3 separate regions of the Mus musculus genome follow, and all the other regions are linked to region 1. Evidence: chromatin contacts called from public Hi-C data. All regions are on one chromosome and are shown on one strand. The core of a region is the stretch at or near the end of the contact, and the rest is flanking DNA. Distances in the headings are between cores, read along the strand shown.

Evidence for each region. Hi-C and Micro-C count contacts between places; a contact is called where the count stands out from the background.
Region 2: a Hi-C map of bone marrow-derived macrophages shows a contact between it and region 1, with 24 read pairs. The contact joins two enhancer-like sites. A contact is called at or near these places in 1 of 15 datasets of contacts at CTCF or cohesin (pro-B cells), 6 of 484 Hi-C or Micro-C datasets (bone marrow-derived macrophages, embryonic stem cells and myeloid progenitors), 2 of 115 datasets of contacts at active chromatin or transcription factors (bone marrow-derived macrophages and microglia) and 1 of 9 other capture datasets (embryonic stem cells).
Region 3: a contact with region 1 is called in a Hi-C map of bone marrow-derived macrophages, with 19 read pairs. The contact joins two enhancer-like sites. A contact is called at or near these places in 8 of 484 Hi-C or Micro-C datasets (the HL-1 cell line, bone marrow-derived macrophages, cerebral cortex and 4 more) and 1 of 115 datasets of contacts at active chromatin or transcription factors (cardiomyocytes).

The regions. Positions count from the first base shown.
Region 1 is chr2:59,436,373-59,440,499 of GRCm38.p6, forward strand. No RefSeq gene overlaps it. Among named protein-coding and RNA genes, the nearest start is that of Gm46743, 18 kb to the left of the region's middle. Within about 2 kb of position 1,804, at least 148 of the 459 cell types and tissues checked have an H3K27ac peak or open chromatin away from gene starts, as enhancers often do. A contact at or near this core is called in bone marrow-derived macrophages, where this site is marked.
Region 2 is chr2:59,136,033-59,140,419 of GRCm38.p6, forward strand. All of the region lies in intron 1 of Ccdc148 (coiled-coil domain containing 148), which reads right to left. Among named protein-coding and RNA genes, the nearest start is that of Ccdc148, 22 kb to the right of the region's middle. Within about 2 kb of position 1,484, at least 1 of the 459 cell types and tissues checked has an H3K27ac peak or open chromatin away from gene starts, as enhancers often do. A contact at or near this core is called in bone marrow-derived macrophages, where this site is marked.
Region 3 is chr2:58,976,504-58,980,375 of GRCm38.p6, forward strand. Ccdc148 (coiled-coil domain containing 148) reads right to left here. Exons shown (of 15, transcript NM_001372501.1): 10 at 3,867-3,872. Among named protein-coding and RNA genes, the nearest start is that of Ccdc148, 180 kb to the right of the region's middle. Within about 2 kb of position 1,853, at least 6 of the 459 cell types and tissues checked have an H3K27ac peak or open chromatin away from gene starts, as enhancers often do. A contact at or near this core is called in bone marrow-derived macrophages, where this site is marked.

The sequences.
Region 1 (4,127 bases), core at 554-3,053:
ACTCCAGCTTCTGTCACGTTGACATAAAAGCTACAATGTTGACTTTATTTGCCATATCTTAAAGAAACCAGACCTGCTGCTGGCCCAATAGGACTCCAGTGCAGTTGCTGAAACCATCATAGCTGGAGCCTACTGACCGTGCAAAGCACTCTGTTCCAGGCTTGTTGCCCATTGTCCACTTTTAGCTACCCAGGAATGTTATACCAGGCTTTGTACTGCTGTGCTGTTTCTACCCAGTGATCTGTCAGATCTCATCTAAACAGCACCTCTCCCGTGAGTCTGCCCTAACCTCCGATTAGGAGCTACTGTGTTTCAGCTCTGCCTGCAGGATGTAATGTTGCTATATGGTTCATGCGCATTTGCCTGTCTAGAACCTCCCATTCTCCAGCACTCCGGACCTGTATACTACCGTGTGTCCACAGCAACTACAGTGCCTGGAAAACACTCATATTGCCTGCTCAAAAGCCATCCCTTATTTAGTTAACCTAACTGAGCCCCGGTTTCTCTCTGGTATCAAGAACTCCAAAAGATTACAGGGCAGATGTCTTACAGTGAATCATCAATTGTATCAAATCCCTAGAATATATAGCACCTACTCTATGCCTCCCGCTCCTCTGAGGTCAGAGCCGTGCCTGAGGCTTTCCAGGAAACTTCTTACCCCAGGGATATTTACTTTCCAAGGCACTGATATTGGCCATGTTGAAGATCTACTGCCGCGACTCTAGGACATAAAAAGTCTAGAGTTGCTGGAAACTTGGGAGTACGCACGTGGCCCAAGTGGCCATAGTACCAGGGGTGTAGGAATAAACGTCAACCTGATGAGGATGAGAGAGCCAAGGTATGGAGAGCGCTTAAGTCCCTGGTGACCTCACCAAGACCGCACCACTCATTCCTAGCACCGCCCCCCCCCCCCCCCGACTCCTGGAGAGAGGTGACATTCACGATCCTACCTGTGTCATGGTGGTGTTGTTACCTCATAGTGATAATATCTCTCTCAGAGTCAATATCCTTTTCAATATTGTTTGGTTACATCATGTTTTCTGTCTCTTGAAGGTACACATATCTAACCAATATTGAAGTTACACATATCTAACCAATACAGGCATTAGGAAATATGTCTTTTGAATGAGCAAATGAAGAAAGGGAAACGGCCCCCTTTAATGTGTGTCATCGTGTGAAATCTTTCCAATAGCCTCGGACCTGGAAGCTGCACCATTAGAGCCGAGAAAACTGGACCCCAGAGAAGACCCTGCCTCCTATCCAAGGCCGCAGGATTAGGAAGGCCAGAGCTGAGTCACATTTAACTGCCGCGCTATCTATCAATTTACTATCTTTAGCATCTCAGTTCAGACTTTTTATCCATAGCAGAAGGTTCTCCTTTGAAGTTTCTTTTTCTACTTCCTACTGACTTCATTTTTTCTTTCTTTCCAGTGTTGGGGATGGAACTGAGAGCCTCCCAGAGTGTAGGCAACACCCCCCTGCTGAGATGTACCCTTGACCTCCCGTTGACCTTTCGACCTGCTACCTTAAAAGTCAGCCTCCTAATTTTGACCTTGGGCTGATGGGCCTATATCCATTTGTTTCTAGTCTACTTAATTCTTCAGCGTCATAGCTACCCGTGTCTTCTGACTAGGAAATAGCACCCACGCTTCCCCATGTCTGAGATCAGAGTCCCCACAGTGCTCCAAGGAACTTCAACGAAGATATATTCCCATGCCACTCCATCTCTCTACCTCCCTCATGGCTCATCAACTTTGCCTTGGCACACATCCAGGTTGACCACGTGAGCGTACTATGTTGGCAGGAAGCCTGGGTATAGTGGGAGAGGCCTCAGGAAGCATTGCCATCTTACTGTGAGACCCGAGTAGATACACGCAGGGTACACGTATATGCTTTTTAGCAAACCTAGAAAGAACACCACTCTGGCACAGCTTTCTTCCCCTGGGTAGGAACACAGAGAAACCACGGTTTTCTCTCTACTGGCCAGAATGTCTGCTGCTCACAGCCAGGACTTCATAGATGAACGCTGTAGAAAACGTCTTAGCTGCACCCAAAGAACTTCAAGTGTTTTGCTCTCGCTTCTGAAGGAAAACAAACAAATAAACAAAAAAAAAAAAAAAAAAAAAAAAACCGGCCCTGGTAGTCAGCAAAGCTCCAGAAAACTGGCTGTGGAAGGTATCTTGTAAACTGGAAATCATCTGCCCTCTAGTGGTCATCTGCAGGAAGTTCCAACCCGAAAACAGCCAGGACGGAGAAGGCAGAAAGAGTGTGTGACAAAAAGAGAACCCGTAATAAGTCGTCATGGTGGGAAGCCACCATTCGTTAAAAACCAAATATAGGTCACGAGAGTAAAAATAGACATCCGAGCTTTTCACAAACCCTAGCAGGTTAGATCAAAGTCGCCCTGAACTTAGCACTTGGGTGGCATTCCAAACCCAGAGAGTACTGAGCAGGAGAAAACCTACGCCCTGGGACTCCTCCCAGGAAGGGAAGGCTGTTGTGGGTGGGGAAAGATTTGATATGAAACTACATCAGAGGAAGTGTTTGTTTTTATTGCTTCCTGAGAACTGGGAAAGGATGAAAGAAAGTACAAGAAAGGCAGATAGAGGAGGGCTGCAGGTTCTCCAAACGTGAGCTGCCCGCCCTGATTAGTCTGCAGTGCCCAGGACTGTTGGGTGGGGTTGCTTGGTGAGACTATTCAGGACGGTGGAAGAAGCTGTTTCCCCATTGATGCAGGACTGAAAATAGTCTAAAGCACACGAGGAGAGACGCCTGGCCTGAAAAATACTTCCTGGAGCAGCCTAGGGGTCAAGGAGGGGCCTAGGAACCCATAGAAGTGATGGGCAGCGCCCCTGGCCATTAACTGAGTCAGACCTATTTAAAACAAACTTATGCCAAAGTTATAGACACCCTCAAGGTGGAAATCAATTCGTGGGGCCTGTGGGTGCAGCTTAGGGAGAAGGGTTGCTTGTACAGGAAATAAAAGACCTGAGAGGAGCGCATGTTTAGACCATGGTGTTTAGAAACAACAACCAGACTTTGTAGTAACCCCTGCCCGAATGCCAGCTCACATAATAACAAAACATAAGAAACCTTGGTGATGGCCCATGCCAACTCGGACGTGAGGAACTTAGGGTCCAAGGACAGATCTGTGATCTTAAAAGAATGTAATGAGCTGTTGGCATTCCTGGGGTGCAGACTCGATAAGAAACTAGATCAGAAAAAGGGTTTGTTTGTATTTCTTCTGCCCACAGAGGCAAAGGAGGAAAAGAAAAGCCAGAGCCCAGATGAACAACTGGAAGCTGGTATGTTCCTGGTCAATGAGGTGAGCAGCTGACCTGGGCTTCACGCCCTGGTCCCTCATCACAGACTACATCCTTCTCTTCTCTTCTCTCTCTCTCTCTCTCTCTCTCTCTCTCTCTCTCTCTCTCTCTCTCTCTTATGGTGAAATAGCCTGAGTTGACAGAAGCTGCTGTCAAATGCTCCTCTCTGACCTAATCTACAGCCTTTCAACTAATGCCAGAACCAGAGCCCTAAAGCTGCCAACACATCTGAAAAAATACTTAACTCTTTGTCTGAGGATCGGACCCAGTTGTCCAAATAAAGTCCAAATAACGAGCACAGTGAAGCTATTCCGTGTATTTTTCATGTGTGCCTGGGAACAAACGTTATAGTCCCTGCCGATGAGATTTCTTTTCTTCAATGGTATTGCAGGGCTGCAGCTTCAGAGCATGCGCAGTCTGATGGGCGAGCATGCTGAGAGCCAGGTGAGGTTTTCTTTGTCTTCACTGCGCTGGGTACGGAACCTTCCTGGCATCTGTTGTGAATGGGGCACCAGCAGTTAGGAATCAGGATCTGTGTGCTTATTCCGTTTTACAGCAAGTGGCAACAGAGGAGAAGAGACACAGCCCTGCAGGGTACAAGTAGCCACTCTCTAGCCTACAGCACAGCACACCAAAGGCACAGTTTCCGCAGAAGTCCTATGTTTTTCATATGATGAGCCATTCAGTTAATACCAAATGCCGTTTCTATCAGTCTTACTTCTTTTTCTCCAAGCAGAGCAGAGAGAATTTGGAGTCCTTTGCCTTGTTTCTTCAATAAAAGGAAGACATAGATCTATATCACTT
Region 2 (4,387 bases), core at 234-2,733, 300 kb before region 1:
CAGAAAATATCCACCACTTTCTTCCTCCAGAGCAGTGGTTCTCAACCTCTCTAATGCTGTGACCCTTTAATACAGTCCCTCATGTTGTGGTGATCCCCAACTGTAAAATTATATCCATTGCCATATTGTAACTGTAATTTTGCTACTGTTATAAATCATAATGTAAATATCTGTGTTTTTCGGTGGTCTTAGGTGACTTCTGTGAAAGGGTTGTTCATACACACTCACACACACACACACACACACACAAAGATCATAACCCACAGGCTGAGAACTGCTGCTCCAGATATTCATAGTCAGAAGTCTGTTTCCCTACAGAGACTGCTGCCACTTAGATTCGCTAAACCAGTCTCCTTATTCAGCTGTATGTAATAACTCTACCTCCTTGTTTATCTGTATGTAATAATCTCACCTCCTTGTTTGACTGTAAGCAATAACACTGCCTCCTTGTTCACTGGTATTTAATAAGCACGGTGAACTTCTGGGGTGCCCTCGCTTCTCCATTAGAGAGCCCAGGTCACCCAATTCCAGTGTTCTGTGTATCTGTCATTCCTTCATTTCCTCACCTCCCTGAGTCAGGGTTCCAAGACACAAGCCATATAAGCACCAGGCATTAACTCATAACTGTACTGAAACAAAGCCCTAGAGGAGGTTGAAATTTGGAAGCAGGTGTCAGAAAAGCAGAGGAGATCCCAGTTATTTCATTACCTTGGCTCTGAGTCTCCTTAGAGACATGAGCTGTGGCAGGAGAGGACAGAGGTTTGCTGACCCTTGATGATATTAACATTATATAGGTAGCGTTTCTCAAGAGAGACTATGAAACAAAAAGAAATTGTGCTTATAAGTTACTCGCAGCTAAGCCTTGCAAAAGTCCAAGATATAATTCCTGGGTAAAGGATGGTGAGCTGAAGAGGACGGAAAAAATGGCAAGAGAGAAAGAGTAGAGATTAGATTGGTATGATATTCTAGAAGCCAGTGGAAGAGAAGAGTCTTTTCAAAAAGAAGAAAGTAGGAATGTCTCTGCACACATGTGTACGCACAACTGTAAGCCGCTGGAATGGTTTTCTGACAGATGGTGGCAGTAATGACAGTATTAAGAAATTAAGCCAGATTTCTAACTCTAGACACAACAGAACATCAAGGGGTCAATCTAATCCTTCCATTGCAAAGACCTATAAAGCTCCAAGTATGTGTGGGTGTGTACACATACACACACACACACACACACACACACACACACACACACCATGCTTTCACACACTGGTAACCTGAGAGACCATGTCTGATCATTGAAGAGAAAGAAACAAGCTGGGTGAGACTTGTGATGCCATGAGTTTCTGCAGTGAGATGCTCTAGACCCTGCAACAAAGAGGTGGTTTTCAAGGACAAGCAGACTTGGAGAGGCAGTGATGAACAGTTGGGACAGTTGAGGCCAAAATCAGCTCTGGGACTTGGTGTATGGAAGTTCCTTCTCCTTTGTTCCTTCTTTCCTTCCTTCCTCCTTCCTCTCCCTTCTGTCCTGTCTTCTACTTCCCTTCCCCTGTCCCCTGCTTCCTTTTTTCTTCTCATTATGGAAGCCACATGTGCATGTTCTTTGATCATGTTCACTGCATATATATATATATATATACATATATGTATACGTATATGTATACGTATATGTATATGTATATGTATATGTATATGTATATATATATATATGGTTTTTCACAAACCTTTTCTGAATACTGGGAGTTGTGTGTACAAAAAAAAATACTCTTGTTTGTGGTGGAGAAGCTCGGCAATTATTTGAGTTTTCACAGGGATGGGAAATATTTGATTTCTTACTAGTCTGCACAGTGACTTTTTCACCTGTCATGTTTTCACTACATCCAATTGGCAGAAATCCCAGAAGCCTATACCCTACCCAGAAAGCTAGAGTTCAGCAAAATAAAAACTCAGGCAGTCATCCTATCAAATCTTAAAGGAAAACCACAATTTTATCTGTAAGTTTTAACTTCTGATTAAAACCAGGCCCAAAATTAATTAGAAAGAGTACAGAGAGGCCTGGAGAGATGGCTGAGCAGTTAAGAAGGCTAACTAGTCTTCCAGAGGATCAGGATTCATTTCCCAGTTCCTACAAGACAGTTCACAATCATCTAAATCCAGTTCTGAGGGATCCAACACCTTCTTTTGACCTCCGCAGGCACCAGGCATACACAAGCTATATAGGCATACATGGGGTGGGGGGTGGGGGGGGAGAGGATAAAAATCCAGACATTCAAAACCTATAACATTCAGGAAATCTTTTATGAATTAAAAAAACACTTAAGGTTTCAAAAATACGTATAATGAGGAAAGAAAGATAAAAAAATCATTAAAGATTAAAAAAAACTGATAGTTTGTGAAGAGGAAATTTCATTAGATGAGATTAATGGTAGATTAAATACTACAAAAAAAAAAAGCAGCGAAGGCTAAAAGATGTAAACCACACCAGAAGAATTGTTCCACGGGAGCTGGAGAGATGCTCAGTGGTTTAGAGTGTGCTGCTCTTGCAGAGGATCCGACTTCTCTTCCCAGTACCTCGTCAGGCAGCTTCACAACCACCTGTCTTAGTGGAAACTTCTGATTGTGTCATGGGATGCAGACTCATGTGATGTTTTGCTTGAAGCAAGACCCATGAGATTCAGAAATGTAATGTTTGCAGAACACGTAAGTAAGACCCAACAGGCAGGGATGACCTACTTGCATAGTTAGCTGTGCGAAGCTTTGTTGGTCACACGTCTTTGCTGAGCTTCACTTTGTTGTGAGAAGAACAGCAGAGAACTTCTCCTGGCTTTCTGGCTGGTTCTGGTTGCTCCCACTGACTCACGCTGATTTGGTGGAGGCCTAGCTGTTTCTGCTGGATCATGCAGAAACTACTGATTCCTGTTTGGTGACACTCTTTGACCTGGACTGTTGGTATCCTGAAGCTACTGAACTGGACTGCTGGTATCTTGACAACAGGGATTGGGATTGGAATCACCCCCAAAGAACTACTTCTAACAGGTCCATCCACATTCCCTTGTCCTATTTACCATCTTTTCTCACATACCTTTGGACAGTGGGCTAGAAATGGGGGTGGAAGCATTTAAGAACTTTTAATACAGTAGGTTTTGAAAAATGGAAGCCTACACCTGTAACTCCACCTCTACGAGCATAGGAAGCCTCCAGTTTCCCTGAGCATCTGCATCCACATGCACATATTCATATGCACACACACACACATCTAATTTAAGATAATAAAAACATTAAAAAGATGAAATGAATGGTTACAGAAGGCCTATACCATAGAAAATGTTTTTAAAAAGTTATTCAAGAGGAAAGAATACTACAGAGAAAATTATATATTGATACATCATATGTAGGTAAAAATTAGGTTAAAATGGGTATGATAAATATTATTATAGACTGGGATGAATTGAACTATAAATTATGGAGGAACTACCAAGAATATAATTATGAATCTCCTAAATTAGAGCTAAAAAAATTTTTTTAAAAAGTGCTCAATTTAAAAGAGCAGTAAAAAAGCAAAGAGCAAACAACAGGTGATATGAGCTTTAAAAAAAGGTAAGATATAGTGTTAACTGCAACAATATTGATAAATACATTAAAGACTATGAAATATATAAAGGTAGAGAGTACAAAACTGTATATAAGCAAGACCAACTGTGAGCTAGCTATAAACACTCACATTAATATAATCACAAATATCAACTGAAAATACAAAATGACTCAAGATAAACCATACAAATATCAGCTCATGTCAAGAAGTTTGAAACATGAATGGAATATTCAAAAGCCTAAATGACACAAATGACAAAAAGGGACTCTGGAAGAATAGAAAATCTGGCTAGCCTTATATCTGTTCAATTAATTACTCGATTATTTAGAAGTTCAAAGAAGACATTCCAAATTCAGATAGTTACATGAGTCAGTTCTATCAATTTTTGAGGGATAGAGAGTCTTGGAAGTATAAGCCATCTGATGAGATCTGCCCATCTAGGCTGTGTGAATGAGAAGTCCACTGACTTCATAGAGAACCCAAGCAAAGTATTTTTTAAAACTGTATATATTAATTGTACAAAATAAGGGGTTTCATTGTGGAATTTCTAACGTCTAACATCTTTGGATTATACAACTCTTTAGCCCCTTATCCCAGTCTCCTCCAAAATAAAATCTTGACTAACTAGTAGAGTTCCAGTGAGTAGATCACATAAAGTCCAGTGTTTGAACACACCAGGGAGATTGCAGCCTGGCTCCACTGGGGTTTTCGAAATGGGGATTTTATTCCTAGAGCAATGCACCAGCATTTAAAAAAAAAAAAAAAAGGTTTAGAGCACCAGAACTGGCTGCCATTGCATTTCTT
Region 3 (3,872 bases), core at 603-3,102, 460 kb before region 1:
AAGAACATAAATTGGAAAGAAAGAAGTCAAAGTATTGCTATTTGCAGATGATATGATAGCATACATACTTGACCCCAAAAATTCTATCAGGGAACTGCTACCACTGATAGACCTTCAATGAAGTGGCTGGATACAAGATTATCTCAAAACAAACAAACAAACAAACAAACAAACAGTAGCCCTTCTAGATACAGATGACAAACAGGCTGAGAAAAAAATCAGGGAAACAACACCCTTCACAATAGCCACAGATAATATAAAATATCCTGGGGTAACTCTAACCAAGCAAATGAAAGACCTGTATGATAGAAACTTACAGTCTTTGAAGAAGATATCACAAGATAGAAAGAGCTCCCATGCTCATGGATCAGTAGGATAAACAGTAAAAATGGCCATTTAACCAAAAGCAATCTACAGATTCAATACAATCCCCATCAAAATTCCAACACAATTCTTTACAGACCTTGAAAGAAGAATATTCAATTTCATATGGAAAAACAAAAACCCAGGGTAGCTAAAAACACTCCTGAACAGTAAAAGGAATTTCAGAGCTAGCACCATCCCTGATCAAGCTGGACTACAAAGCTGTAGTAATAAAAAACACAGAGTATTGTCAAAAAACAGACACATTGATCAATGGAATTGAATCAAAGACCCAGATGTAAATCTGAGGACACCTGATTTTTGATAAAGAAGCCAGAAATATACAATGGAAAAATGGAAGCATCCTCAAGAAATGGTGCAGGTCTAAGTGGATTTACATGTAGAAGAATGCAAATAGATCCATATCTATCACCCTGCACAAAACTCACATCCAAGTGCATCAAAGATCTCAGCATAAAACCAGATACACTGAGCCTGAGCATGTTGAAACACATTGGCATAGGAGACTACTTCCTGAATAGAACACCAATAGTACAGGCACTAAGATCAACATTTAATGAGGCCAGGCAGTGGTGGCGCACGCCTTTAATCTCAGCATTTGGGAGGCAGAGGCAGGTGGATTTCTGAGTTCGAGGCCAGCCTGTTCTACAGAGTGAATTCTAGGACAGCCATGACTTCACAGAGAAACCCTGTCTCGAAAAACCAGAAAAAAAAAAAGAAAGAAAGAAAGAAAGAAAGAAAAAGGAAAGAAAAGAAAAGAAAAGAAAAAAGCAATTAATGAATGGGACATCATGAAACTGAAAAGCTTTTCTAAGTCAAAGGACACAGTCAATAGGACAAAAGAGCAGCCTATGGACTGGGAAAAGACTAAAATTTTCACCAACCCTATATCTCACAGAGGGCTAATATCCAAAATATATAAATAACTCAAAAAACTAGATACCAACAAACTAAATGATTTAATTTTAAAATGGGGTAGAGACCTAAACAGAATTCTCAACAGAGGAATCACAAATGGCTGAGAAACCCTTGAAGCGGTGTTAGGGGAGTTGGTGGGGAGGGGCTGTCCTGACTCTTACTTATGGGACCCTTCTCCTCCCATTGAGTTACCTTGTCCAGCCTTGATGCAATGGGTGGCACCTGTGGGTTTTTGTTGTTGTTGTTGTTGTTTGGGGTTGGGGGTTGTTTGTTTGTGTTTATTTGTTTGTTGTTTTGTAGCTTGTTATGCCACGTTTGTTCAATGTTCCTGGGAGGCCTGCTCTTCTCTGGGGGGAGGAGGAATGGGTGGATCTTGGGGAGAGGTGGAGAGAGTGGGAGTGGGTGAGGGAGGCTGGGGGAATGGGGAAGTAGAAACAGAGAAGAATAATTTTTAAAAAAATGTTTTTCTTATGCAAGAACACCGCTAAAAGAGACGAGCCACGGGTTGAGAGAAGATAAAAAGAGAACTTGTAGAGAGAACATGTAAAAAACATACAGTGAGGAAGAGGAAGTCAGGAAACCCATGAGAGAATCGGGCAAGACTTGAGTAGAAGGTTCACTAGCTAGATAATGAATAAAGATTCCCCGCCATTATTTTAAATGCATGTGAAAATCACAACTAGTCCCCGCTCCTTAGTCACCGAGCTAAGGCTAGAGAGGCTGCGGTACTGAGAACATGATGTGAAGGATGTGGGCTGAAAATCTGGATAGCCACTTGGGGAAACCATCTGAGCATTATTTACTCAAGCTACGCCACTCAAACCTTCTGATCCGCCCACTCTGCTCCTAAGGACCCAATAGGAATCAGCACATCCATTCAGGAAGGCGTATCCCATTATGTTCCGAATAGCAAAATTCAGGAAACCGTATAAATTGTGTTGTTATCAAATGAAATGCTATACAACATCAAAAATTTGTTTCCACACGAAATAAGGTTCAAGCAGAGATGATGAACCTAAGAAGGCTAAAGGCTGTGTACTCAATGATTTGATGTAGATACAGTTTGTGGTAGACAGAAGACACCCACAGTGGTGGTGTCTGGAGGGTGCCTAGGGTGAGGAGGGCAGTCGTTACTAAAAAGGCCGTGAGCCAGCCTCTGAGCCACAGAAATTTGTTTTATATGTCGTGTCTCTTAGCTCAGTGCTTACATAGGGTCTAATAAGTGAATTTCATTCTACAGCTCACTTAAGTGCCTGGCAGCACACAGTGCAACATACTGCACCCTGCACAGTTCAGAGGCTAATGGCAATGCTCACAAAGTGAACAGAGGAAGTGTAGGAGTGCACAGACTGTCCTCGCCCCTGTCCCCGCCCCTCCGCTCCCCCTCCTCGATCCTCGACCCCGGCCCAGTCCCCGTCCTCGCCCCCCCCCCCACTCCCCCCGACACCCGCCCCTGCCACTGTGTTCCCTATCAGCCACCAAGGATGAGAAACAAGTACAGGCTCAACAGCCTGGGGTAGATCTGGGGTAGATCAGTCTAGAGACAACTTGTACTTTTTTACGTTCCAAACTTAAGCAGTGTGAAAAGATCTTCCTACTTTTAAAAAAAAAAAAAAAAAAAAAAAAAAAAAAAGCCGATCAAACATGTTTCCTCCATGTTTTCAAACAAGCATTTGTTTTTAGATATATTACTCACTATACTATGTCTGCCAGGCTTTTTTTTTCCCCTACTAAGAGAATGAACTGTCTTATTTGTTGTGCCCTCGTGATCCTCCTAAATGACTTAGCAGGAAACCAAGATGACTATATCACGTTGTACCTTAGCACAAGTCATTTACAGTTACTGGAGCACAGCCGCAACCCACACCTTCAGTTCTAGCATGGGGACAGCGCCTCTGTGTTTGCCTGTGTGCCCCAGATACCCACACTCCAGCCTTTCAACCATACTGCTCAACTCTTCAAGAATACTGAAGCCCCTCAGTGGGCCAGAGGAAGGGCAAAGCCCTACCTACACCCCACACCTTGCTGAGGGCCACACATGACCACCAAGCTTGTTCATGCGTGCTCCAAGTGAGTCTTTCCTCCTTGGCCTTTTCAGCTCCTCCATTGTGAATGGAGTCTGGCTCAGCATCAGACAGTTCCATCTTGCCAGACCTGGTGCACATGTGGCACTTATGGCAGGTCTTAGATGTCACCATCAAAATTTCAATACTAACATCCTGTTACAGTAACCTTAGATTGAGCTTTATACAATTATGGGCCTTTTTTTTTTTTTTTTCACCTAAATGAATCACAACATCTACGGTTCAAACCAACAGTTTTCATCAAGATGGGCTTTTCAGAGAAACTGATCTTCAGATAGAATTTGAACAGAAGTAGACTCTTTGTGTTTGTTGTTTTGGTTTTTGGTTTTTTGAGACAGGGTTTCTTTGTAGCCCTGGCTATCCTGGAACTCACTCTGTAGACCAGGCTGGCCTTGAACTCAGAAATCTGCTTCCCTCTGGCCTGGCACAGGTAGACTCTTAATGTCCACCCTGGATCACAGCACCTATATGGCGTCTTACCTTGGC